2 separate regions of the Mus musculus genome follow, and region 1 is linked to region 2. Evidence: chromatin contacts called from public HiChIP or PLAC-seq data. All regions are on one chromosome and are shown on one strand. The core of a region is the stretch at or near the end of the contact, and the rest is flanking DNA. Distances in the headings are between cores, read along the strand shown. Region 1 overlaps Dnmt3a (DNA methyltransferase 3A). Region 2 overlaps Dtnb (dystrobrevin, beta).

Region 1 (5,913 bases), core at 304-2,803, 220 kb before region 2:
CTCTAGCTTGGCTGCACTTGCAGGGTGCAAGCCATGCTGGCTTCTAACTCATTACATAGCCAAGGCTAGCCTTGAACTCATCTTCCTACAGGTGTGTACTGCTACACCTGGCCTTCAGGTATTCTTCAGACAAACTCCATCTTATTACATTTTCCAGTGATACTCATACCAGTAAACTGCCAGGAAGTGTCGTGTTGACAAGCCTTACGCTCCAAGGGGCAAGCGTGTGTGTCCTGTGACAAGCCAGGAAGCTTCCTTTCTCCTGGTCCTTGCTTTCTTTCCTGGGACATTAAAGCACCATACAAAAGCTGTGAAAACGTGGGTTTCCAGCTGCACAGAGGTAAGGCGAGCCTCCAGGCCAGATCGCTAAACAGAGAGCAGCACTGCCTGGAGGCCAGGGGTGATGGTCACTCAACCAGCTTGACAAACCTTGGTTCTGAGTTCAGCATCCGTAGCATGTGAAGGAGGGATTGATGCCACTGCTGCCGTCACTCACAGGACAGGCACCACCTATGGTTCCTGTACAGCCACACATGGGAAATCGCTACATCTTTTCTTCCTTCTGCCTATCTGCACTCATTGCAGACACCAGACCCAGAGACATAGCAAAGGCTATGAGGTCAGTGTGAATGGATATCTGCTCTGAACTTGCCCCTCAGTCCACAGAAGCCTCAGTGTGAAGCAGCCAACATTCCATATGACATTCAAGGCCCCTACAAAGTAGAGGTCTCCCTGATATGTACTCATAGCTCCACACTCTGAACCCACCTGCTGTTCCCTCCCACAGGGCCCTTCTCTTTCAGGTTCCACCAGCTGAAACCCTGGCTAACTTATGTTAGCTTACCAGCTTTCTCCACCAACAAAGTTCCTCTAACCCTGGGCTGTCCATGGAAGTAGCAGCTAGTGTATATAAGTTAAGTTAATTAAAATTAAGTAAGTATTAGGCTGTAGTTCCTCAGTTGTATCAGCCATGTTATATGTGTTGAAGAACCACCATTGTGGGTGCATGCACAGAATACAGAGCAACCCCATTATCGCAGAAAGTTCTGGATACGGCGTCTCAGACCCCTCCCCCATCTCTCCCCACTGTTCCTTATCTCCTACTCCTTTCCTGCTCCCTGCCACTCCACTGTATAATCTCACAGACAGCTGGTTTTGCCTCTTAGGAAGAGGGCTGGACTCATCTCCATGAGATTACACCTCCCTAGAGGGCAGGCACAGAATCTTCCTTCCTGTCTTCCTGTGGAAACTGTGGACAGGGCACCTTGCTGCAATGGTGGAGGAATACTGCAGCTGAATGCAACACTGCCTCAGGAGCTTCCTGTCTACATGCATCCCTGCATTCATCTGCAGACAGATCCTGCCCATAGCAGACATTCTAATGATTGCCAGGAGGTCCTGGTTTAGGGCTCTCCAAAGCTGCCAGGAAATGTTCGTTTTCCTATTCCTGTGCAACCCATATGGAGGCTGCAAGCAAATGACCAGGACTGAGCTGCTGGCAGTGAAGCTAAAAATAGCCTCAGAGCCAACAGCCTGGAGTTAGCAGGACTTGTTGCTAAGGAAACAGTCAGAGAGAGAGCAACCAAGCAAGAGAAAGTGTCAGACATTCACCAGGAGAGCAAAGGCTGGGCTGGGGGACTCCCACCTAGAGATGCTCTGCCTTCTGGCAGCTTCTGACTACTGTTCAAGTGGGGTAAATATTCCCCTGTCCCTCAGTACCTCATCTCCATGGCAACCACCAGGTCTGGGGTAAAGTACCAGCCCCTGGAAGGGAGGCCTCTGCCTAGAGCTAGTTGTTATGGCAACATCTCCCCTTTTCTTTCATTCTCTCCCTCCAGGCTTCTCCTAAGGGATGAGGTAGGGGTCAAGACTTGGCTTAACCAATGGGACCAGGAAACACCTGCTAAGCAGCTGGGGGCTCCAGAGGCTCCTGGGAGCCCAGGAAGGTCAGTAAGGAAGGCCACATTGGGCAGTCCATCTTTTCCTCTCCCTTAGCCTCTCACAGGTGTCCTTGTCAGAAGAGGTCCACACTCACTGGGGTTTAAACCCATCAAGATTACCAGAGGGAAGGCTGGGCATGGTGGCGTACGCCTTTAATCCCAGCACTTGGGAGGCAGAGGCTAGCCTGGTCTACACAGTGAGTTCCAGGACAGCCAGGGCTACAAAGAGAAACCCTGTCTCAAAAAACAAAACAACAACAACAACAAGAAATTACCAGAGGAAGATTTAAAAATCCTGATGAGCAGGCCCTGCCGACGCGGATCAGTAGGCGTGGCTGGAGACCGCGGCTCTTTTTAAACTAGCGTAGGTAATTCTAACATCAGCCAAGTTTGGGGACTTCAGAAAGCTCAGGCTGTGTGCTGGTTACAAGTGAGTAACAGAGTCCTTGAGAGGACTGAGCCCACCAGGAGGGTCAGAGTCACCAACTGCTGAGAAAGTGGTCTAGAAAAGAGAGGCACTCCCACATCTCAATGCTGACCAGAGCTTCCTCCCCCCCACCCCCAAATCAAAGCAATGGACAAGCTGTTCCCTGTGGGGGATGGAGGGGAAGGGGGTGGGGTTTGGTGGCTGGGAAGCCTGCTTCCCAGCGAGTGAAGAAAGGTGGCACAGATGATTCAAACTAAAAGAGAAATCCACCTTCAAAGATAAAGTGAAAGGGTCACCATGACAACTGTGGGGTGCCAGCCGGATGCAATAGAACCTTGATCCCAGCTCCTAAAAGTAGCATTTGGCCCAAAGTCACACACCCAACCCCCACTAACCAGATCCATTTTCTGGACCCAATTGTGAGACTCCCTGAAACACATGTACAACCAAGATAGTTGAGTCAGGAGTACCTGCGGTAGCCAGGCTGGGGGAGGAACATGGGGGAGGGGTGGGGAAGAAGGTGGAAGAGATGAGCTGCCATGTTCCTGTTACTCACACCTAACTGTGTGCCCAGGACCCACCACACATAAACCACAGCCCTCACTCAAGACAGCAATTAGACGGTAAATGATGTGCTAGTGATGCCTCCTCCACGTGCAGAGGGAAATCAGAGGCTGCCAGGACCAGCAAAGGTAGGAGAATTCCAGGGATGCAAAGTAGGGATAGATGTAACCTCCAAGCTTTTAGGGCAGGGTGGGCAGCTCTGCAGCTCACCTGCAATGGCATTATTTTCCTGGTAGCAAGCAGATGGTGTGAGAAGCATGAGGTAAGCCATATTCATTTATCCTTAGAGACGGGCAGTGGCCTGAGCCTGCTGACCTTGGGAGAATTCCCATTAGCAGCATCTAATGAAGAAGTTAGAGGATCCACTAAAAGCCTAAAAGCCAGTCCTTCCTTCTTGCTGACTCCTTGACTCCACCCACCCTGTGTGACTAGCCCAAGCACTCTCCAGCCCTACCGAGCTCCTGGGTTCTCTCCCATACTTGGAAGCTCCAATCCACCAGGCTGCCTGTGGGTTCCTGCTACATCTTCCTCATGCCACCATGGCCATCCATCTTCTGCCCATTTCCCTGCAGCTCTGGAGCCAGTCCCCCAGCCAGCCTCCCTTTTGCCTATGCCTACACTGTTGTTCCTCTGATGCCTATATCTGGGGACCTGGGCAAGAGACACTGAGGAGACCTTGGGGGTGGGGAAGGCTATGCGGCACAGACCCAGGGCTCACTTACCAGACAGTGATGACAGGATTCTACGTGACCACCTAGCTTCTCTAACCAGTCTAATAGGTCTAGAGAAACCATCTGTCCAATACCGATGGGATTAAGGAAGCTAGAGGGGCTAACACAAGAGCAGAAAGTACCTGAGGATAAGTTTGCTCAAGTGGATGTTATCACCCTGGAGAAACCTCAGTCTGCAGAGAGGTGCTAATCACCCCCAGTAGGGAGAGTGTGCCAAGAGGAACACAGTATTCTACCCCTCCCCCAACCTTTCTCCAGAATCCAGGGGTCAGCGGAAGAGGCAGAGGGACCACCATTCTGATTCAGGCATGCAGACCCTCTCAAGTTTCAGGGTCCAAAGAAGATGGGAGGAGCCCAGAATGCTGGCTTGGCTATTGCCGAAAACAATGGGGTGGCCTCCATCTCCATCCGGAAGAGGAAATTTAAATCAAAGCCTGGGTCCTTTCCGGCCTTTCCACCTCCCCCCCCCCCCAACCAGGCTTAGAAAGTGAGAGTCGCAACCCCAGCAGCAGGCACTGTCCAATTACCTGAAGACCTGAGCTGTCGTTCAATTCCCAGTGTGATTAATCTGCCCCAGGCAGATTAAACAAACAGCTCCTGGTTGACCTCCCTGAAAGTGAGGCAGTCTTCGGGGCTCTAGGCGAGGTTCAGTTCTGTTCATTCCAGAGGCCTAGTGGTTCTCAAACATTAATAAGCCCAGCCTCCAGGGTCAGGGCTGATACCCAGCCTGCTGAGGTGCTGCGCAGAGACTGGCTTCTATGGCTCAGGACAGGTCTCTGGATGCCTGCCCAAGTGATGTAGGACAACACATACTCTTTAAAACATTGATATGTTGTTGCTGTTGTTTTTTTAGAATCTGCTCCTGCCCAAGCTGGCCTCAACTTCCAGGCTCAGGTGATCCTCCCACCTAGTGGGACAGACAGCACACCTAGCTGACCACTGACTTCTGTCAGCATCCTTGGGATGTAAAAAGTGAGTTCAACTAAATGTTTGCTGCCTGAACTTTGGTTCCACCCCCCCACACACACCATTTCCTTGCAAATCACATCAGTTTTTAAACATACAGAAGAATGAATTGTTCTTGTTCAGCCCATCTGAGCTGGAATACAGACACAGGCTGACAGAGGCCGGGAAGAGTGGCAATTCTATGGCAACGCAGGGCACTGTGGCTCTGCAAACCATAAAACTGCACTCCTTGCAGCTGTGATGTGAAGCCTGAAAGGCCAGGTGACTGAAGTTAGGAGGAGCCCAGGACAGGGGAGAAGGGGCCCCAGGCCCAGTGGTGGCGGCTGATACCTGCAATTCCAGCACTTTAGAGGCCAGGGCAGGAAGACAGAAAGTTAGATGTTATCCTCGGCTCTAGAATGAGTTCAAGGCCAGCCTGAACTGACACCATGAAACAGACCCTCCTCAAAATGAGCAAAACCAGAAGCAGAAATGTTCTCAGTCCTCTGGCTGACCTTGGCCACCTGCTCCCAGAAGCCGCTCCCTGTCGTGGTCTTGCTTTTTAGGTCTGTTTTTCTGATTGTTGATTTCTGTTGGTCCCCATGTCACTCATGGCCTATATGACAGGGGCTGGAGAAAACAGCCTGCCTGTTCTGATTTTGATGTGGCAGGCATCACTCTGTCTGTAGCCCAGGCTGGTAGTTCTGCCCTCCATACCTGACCCTCAGGAAAGGCTAAACGTAGCGCCCCCCTTACTTCCTCTGCTCCTTGCACCCCTTTCGGAGCCCCCTTACATCATGGTAAATCATGGTAAAACGCGGCCGGTTCTCTCTGCCCACAGCTGCACACTGAGGTGAATTTCTCCCCACGGCAGGAAGGTCCCTATGGTCTGACCAGCAGCTTCCTCTCGAGTCTTCTTTCTCCTCGAATTCTCTCCCAAACCCTGTATACCACATCTCTTGCCACCTCAACATGCCGGCAGCTTCGGCCCTCCCTGTCCTCTCTGCCCATGGTGGTTCCTTTTCCGAATTGTCTACTGAATGGTGATGTTCTCCAAGAAAGTCTCTTCCAGGACCCCTGCCCCTCCCCCAAGTTGTGGTTCTTTTCTCTGCTCTACACTGCTCAGATCAGCTCTGCCTATAAGACAGGTTTGCTCTGAGCCTGGCAGCCTCCTTCCTCTGCCAGTGTGTGTCTCTGGGACAGTCTGTGTCATTTGTCTCGGGCCACTAGCACAATAAGCTGCATCATTAGTCAACACTGAGTTAAGTTTGTTAACTCCCTCTACTAAAACACAGAGTTCTTTGTG
Region 2 (5,858 bases), core at 729-3,228:
ATGGAGTTTTTAAAGAGTCACATACTGGGACTAGGGAGAAGGATCAGTCAATGTCTGCCGTGTAAACGTAAGGGCCTGAGCGTAATGTCCAGAGCCAGAAAGAGGATCAAGCACCATGGTATACACATGCAATCCCAGGATAAGGAAGGCAGAGACCATTGCTGGGTCCTTAGAGCTTGCTGCCAGCCAGTCCAGCCTCTTCAGGAACTTTCTGGATTGTGACACCACCTCATAAAACAAGGAGGACAGCACCTGAGGAACGATACTCGCATAAGCAAGTATCCACAGGAAGATACATCAATGTACACATATCCACAAAGGAGTTAACAACACATGAATAATGGTCATGTCTGAAATGAATAAGGAAAGAAGTGAAAGTACCGACAAACACCAGGCAGACTGGCTAATGAGTCTGAAATGGAGGGATATTAAAGAACGACCTTGCCGGGCGTCGGGGCCCACGCCTTTAATCCCAGCACTTGGGAGGCAGAGGCAGGCGGATTTCTGAGTTCAAGGCCAGCCTGGTCTACAGAGTGAGTTCCAGGACAGCCAGGTCTATACAGAGAAACCCTGTCTTGAAAAAACAAACAAACAAACAAAAAAAAAAAACAAAAAGAAAAAGAAAAAGAAAAAAAGAACGACCTTAGTGAAATAGGAGGAACAAATCGGGAACAATAAGAGGTTGTCAAAAGAGAACTGCTCTCAGTGGCTCGGGAAGGAGGGCAGCTAGATGGGGCGAGACATCCGGCATGATTGTGGGCCAGATGTTTGAGGCTCAGTGGAGGAGATCATCAGAACTGGAGAAGTCAAGAGACTGTATGGCCAGGATTTAACAGGCTTAACTCCACAGACAGTAAAATTACCAGAGAGATAACAATGGATGTGGAACCCATGCCCTGGAGCGAAGGGGCATGAGCAGAAGAAAGTCGGGAATAAGAGCAGTTGGAGGAGGGCAGCAAACTGGAGTGTGTGCCTCATGGCAGCATCTTCATGTTTCTAAGACTTTTTTTTTTTTAAATTAAGAGATGCCAGGTGTAATGTTCTAGAAGTACTAAACTGAAAAGCAAGAAATAAAATAACCAGAATGACTAATATGAGAAACTAACCCTCAATAACTCATTGTCATATTCCCACCGTCCTTGACCATGGGAGAACATGAATATGCTAACATAGCCTTTCTTTAGATTACATAACATTATATGGAAAGAGGGAGTCCACCCCAACGGTAGGAAAGGCAATCACGGGATGCACTCCAGCTGGCCTTGGAGGCAGGCGATGCCCATGTTGTAAATGGCTTATGTAAGCTTCATCGTGGCAAAAGACCGCAGATGGCCAGGAATAGAAAAGCAGGGATCAGGCTGGAGAGATGGCTCAGCAGTTAAGAGCACGGACTGCTCTTCCAGAGGTCCTGAGTTCAATTCCCAGCAACCACATGGTGACTCATAACCATCTGTAATGGGATCTGATGCCCTCTTCCGGTTTGTCTGAAGACAGCTACAGTGTACTGATATACATAAAATAAATAAGTCTTAAAAGAATAATCATGTAAATTAAAAAAAAAGGAAAACAGGAATCACAGCTGAAAAAAAAACAAAATGTATTTTGCCAACAACCAGTTAATGGGCAAGATTCCCCAAAAGCCTGAAATCTTAATGGTACTTGAGCCATGGCTGACACCTTATGCCAGGTTCGAGGGGTCTGGAGGTGAGAATCCAGCCACACTCTACCTGGACTTGTGATGAAATCTGCAGTGCCTTTTCACGCAGCAACAGAATGCTCTAGTTTACAGGCTGTGCTCCTGGGTGTTGCCTGTGGCCTCTGCAAAATAGCAACCCTTTCCTACACTCTCAACAGAGTCCAGACTACACCTCAACAATGATTCACTTGTCTCCTGAATACACAAAGGGTGGAGACAATAGTCAGCAAACCAGCAGGAGCTAAGAGAGGTGGGGCTCTTCCAGGGGGCCAAGACTCAACTCACACAGAGGAAGAGAAGCAGCCTGCTGACTCAGGAGCTGCCCAGCTGGAGTGGGCTGAGAGCACAGCAGCACCAAGCTGGTGCCATGGACACAGCTGGCAGCTTTACTGCACCAACAATAGACACAGGGCAGCAGCCAAGGCAGGCACTGACTCAGTAGCTTCTGAGGGTACCTGGGCACAAAAAAAAAAAAAAAGAAAAAGAAAAAGACAAAGAAAAAAAAGCAGACTTTGTAGATTTTGTTTTACACTTCAAGTCTGTGCCCCATTTCCTATTTGTGGGAGTGCTATTTTATGCATTAAAAACTTGTATCCAGAGATGGGAGAGGCTAAGAGCACTTGTTGCTCTTGCAGAGGACCTAGGCTCACAACCATCCATAACTGATGTTTTATGGTATCTGACCCCCTCTTCTGAACACCATGGGCACTTGGCATGCAAATAGCACACATGCATATATGTAAGTACAGCACTCATATACATCTACAATTTATTCAGACACATCTCCATATCCAGGCTGAGCATGGTGGCACATGCTTTTAATTCTAGTAGAGCTAGGGGAATCACTGTGAATTTGAGGATACCCTGGTCTACATAGTGAGTTCCAGGACAGCCAGAGCTACATAGTGAGACCCTGTCTCAATGGTAAGTAGGTAGGTAGGAAGGAAGGTAGGTAGATAAATAATTTCCTATTTGATTTTGTGCTATTTGCAAAGTAGTAATTAAATATAACATAGATCCATTTGAAACTGGGAAAAGTATGACCAATAAGCATACTTTTTCCACCCTGAAGAGACTATCAGATTATCTTTTAGAATTTAAAAGGTACAAGGAAGCCGGGCGTGGTGGCGCACGCCTTTAATCCCAGCATTTGGGAGGCAGAGGCAGGCGGATTTCTGAGTTCGAGGCCAGCCTGGTCTACAGAGCGAGTTCCAGGACAGCCAGGACTACACAGAGAAACCCTGTCTCGAAAAAACCAAAAAAATAAAAAATAAAAAATAAATAAAAATAAAAGGTACAAGGAGATAGATGCTAGCAGTAATTCATGGCTTTAATCCCAGTACTCAGGCAGATTTCTGTGCATTCCAGAACAGCCAGGGCTACACAGAGAAGCCCTATCTCAAAGGAGGAAGGAAGGAAGGAAGGAAGGAAGGAAGGAAGGAAGGAAGGAAGGAAGGAAGGAAAATTGTTTCTGATAAATATGACTCCTTATATTAAAAATTTTTGTATCAATGCTTCAAAAATTATATGAGATTATCACTAATATTTTTAAAACAGTAATATTTGTTTAACATCTTGTTAAACAAAAACTACTTCCTTATTTATAGATTTTTTTTAAAGGGGATAAGACTGTTCAAAGGTGCAGTCTGCCATCTGCTGGCTAGAAAGATGAAATTTTCAGGTCACTTCCCCTAGTTATGTAACTAAAGATATTCTACTAAGAACCACATCTGTGGTCCAAGAATATTTTCATAAATTCTCCCATTCTTCCCCAACACCCTCACCGTCTGGAATACCAAGGTGGGAGTCAGTCAGACTGACCTTGGTAAAGTGAAAACTGGGGAAGGCAGAGATCTGAGTGGCAGACAGGGAGGCAGGGGATGAGAAGTTGGTTGTGTGTTTCTATACCCTAACTACATCTAACCCACAGTCTTGGCTGGCCTGTGGCTCACTATGTAGACTAGGCTTGCCTCTGCCTCTGTCTCTGCCTCTGCAGTGCTGTAAAGGACTCTTTATAAGTAAAATTCAGCCAAGCAGTGGTGATGCACACCTTTGATCCCAACACTCAGGAGGCAGAGGTAAGTGAATCTCTGAGTTCAGGGCCAGCCTGATCTACAAAGCAAGTTCCAGGACAGCCAAGGCTACATAAAGAAACCTTGTCTCAAAACAAAACAAAACAAAAAAACAATAAAACAAAACAAAAAGATAAAGAAAATTTAGCACAAAACCACGAACATCTCTCTGGTTCCATCAACTATAAGGAAAGCCCTGCTTGTTTGGAATGTCCTGTGTGTGGTATGCTGTGTTTCCAAAGCTCTCTCCTCCCATCTGGACTCACAGCAACTCCACCCTTCCATGCCCACTGTCCTGCTCCTAGGCTGAGATCCAGCCTAGAGGGTGTGGTAGACGGCAAGGGCAGGAAGCTCTGCCCAGTGTGTCTGCCTGCAAGATTTGGCCTCTAGATGCTCTGGCTTAGACAAAGTCTCCTAAAACACGGGTGCCAAGCACCAGGGGCAGCACATGAATAGGGCAGATGTTGCTGGACTCTTGCAAAACTTCAGCGTGGTGGGCCTTCCTGATAGCCTAGAGTGGCAGTGGACACGGGAATGAAGAAGCCTCCAGTCCTTCAAGCCACAAACATATTTCAATCATCCCAAGAAAGAGCCCAGAAAACATGGAGTTGAGAAAGACAATCCTAATACCAGCAGTTCTCAATCTATGGATTGCAACCCCTTTGCCAAACCTCTATCTCCAAAAATATTTACATTGTGATTCATAACAGTAGCAAAATTACAGTTACAGAGTAGGAACAAAAATGTTATGGTTGTGTGTGTGTGTGGGGGGGGAACCTGTATTTAAGGGTTCCACATTAGGAAGGTTGAGAACTGCTGGCCTACACATCCTGCCCAAATACCTGACACAAAGTCAGAAATACAGTCTGATGATTATGGTGTTTTGTCATTAAGGTTTTATTTTTGGTGGTTTATTGTGCAACTGAGTACCACCAAATGCTACAGCACCGCAGCTCTAACAGCAAAGTTACACAGGCATGAAGCAAGCATTTCAGAGGAGATAGCCTGAATGATCTACTTCCCTTGCAAGCCTGAATATAAACCTGAGAGTTACCCTCCATTCCTTGCTTCTAGGTGAAGGGGTGTCTGCCCTCACTCATTCCCCATCTTAGCCCGGGGCTCAGTGATGGAGATGGAAGGGAGCACGCCCAGCTTGTTCCTATTCTTTATTCCTGAGGTCTGCAGGTTCCACAGCAAGACCATGCTCTTCTGCTCCCCAGAACCATCAGCAGTCAGTATTTACCCTGCTAGACAGGCTAGCAGGTGTGTGTAGAAGGTGGTGTTCAATTCAGAGGCTAGCTGCAAGTGTGTGTGTATGTGGTGTGCAGTGTGTGGTGTGTATGCGGGGTGTGTGTGTATGTGAGTATGGTATGTATTGTGTATGCTGTGTGCATGTATTGTGCTCTCTGTGGTGTGTGGTATATGGTGTGTGCATGCACATGCTGTATAGTGTGTATAGTGTGTGTGTGTGTGTGTGTGTGTGTGTGTGTGTGTGTGTGTGTGTGTGTTTTGGACATGGAATGGGACTGATCTAAAGGAGAACTGTTTTCAGAAGTAGAGCTGGGCACACCAGTACAAGCCTTCAATCACAGCGTGAGGCTGAGGCAGGAGGGCGAGGCTATCCAGTGAAACCCTGCACAGAGGTAGAGAAAGTGCTAGACATAAATGTCCACTTCAAGAAATGTCTGCATTTGCTGTCACTCACTCTGTAGACCAGGCTGACCCCAAACTCAGAGAGACCCCCAGCCTCTGTCTCCTGAGTGCTGGGATTAAAGGCGCGTGCCAGTATGCGGGGGTGCCTTTCCTTCTTGGATTGACTTTAATTAAGCTTTTGTCCCTACCCTTTGTTCCTGTGCCAAATAATCCAAATATTATTATACATTAATTTAGCTTTAAATATATGCATTTAAATATATGTATTAAGTATAAGTCTATCTCAGACGCTCTCAAACTATAGATTCATGCCCAGTGGCCTATTCAATCACTCCAAATGGACACTACCTTAATGCAACATGGCTGAAACAGAACCCTTGAGCTGGACACTTACTCATGCCTTAAACACAGCATTCTGGAGGGTGGATCCCTGAGTT

What was found. HiChIP or PLAC-seq counts read pairs in DNA pulled down with a chosen protein or histone mark.
Region 1: an H3K4me3 HiChIP or PLAC-seq map of bone marrow-derived macrophages shows a contact between it and region 2, with 7 times the contacts expected there. The contact joins two enhancer-like sites. A contact is called at or near these places in 3 of 39 promoter capture datasets (the C10 cell line, cranial neural crest and hippocampal neurons), 9 of 484 Hi-C or Micro-C datasets (the HL-1 cell line, the HPC-7 cell line, bone marrow-derived macrophages and 5 more), 16 of 115 datasets of contacts at active chromatin or transcription factors (DN3 thymocytes, the HL-1 cell line, the HPC-7 cell line and 9 more) and 3 of 9 other capture datasets (adipose tissue, liver and pancreatic islet).

The regions. Positions count from the first base shown.
Region 1 is chr12:3,883,396-3,889,308 of GRCm38.p6, reverse strand. All of the region lies in intron 6 of Dnmt3a (DNA methyltransferase 3A), which reads right to left. It overlaps Gm31623 (a long non-coding RNA gene), which reads left to right. Exons shown (of 3, transcript XR_003950161.1): 2 at 158-4,634. Among named protein-coding and RNA genes, the nearest start is that of Gm31623, 8.3 kb to the left of the region's middle. Within about 2 kb of position 1,553, at least 118 of the 459 cell types and tissues checked have an H3K27ac peak or open chromatin away from gene starts, as enhancers often do. A contact at or near this core is called in bone marrow-derived macrophages, cortical neurons, hippocampal neurons and 1 more, where this site is marked.
Region 2 is chr12:3,658,966-3,664,823 of GRCm38.p6, reverse strand. All of the region lies in intron 8 of Dtnb (dystrobrevin, beta), which reads right to left. Among named protein-coding and RNA genes, the nearest start is that of Dtnb, 90 kb to the right of the region's middle. Within about 2 kb of position 1,978, at least 95 of the 459 cell types and tissues checked have an H3K27ac peak or open chromatin away from gene starts, as enhancers often do. A contact at or near this core is called in bone marrow-derived macrophages, cortical neurons, hippocampal neurons and 1 more, where this site is marked.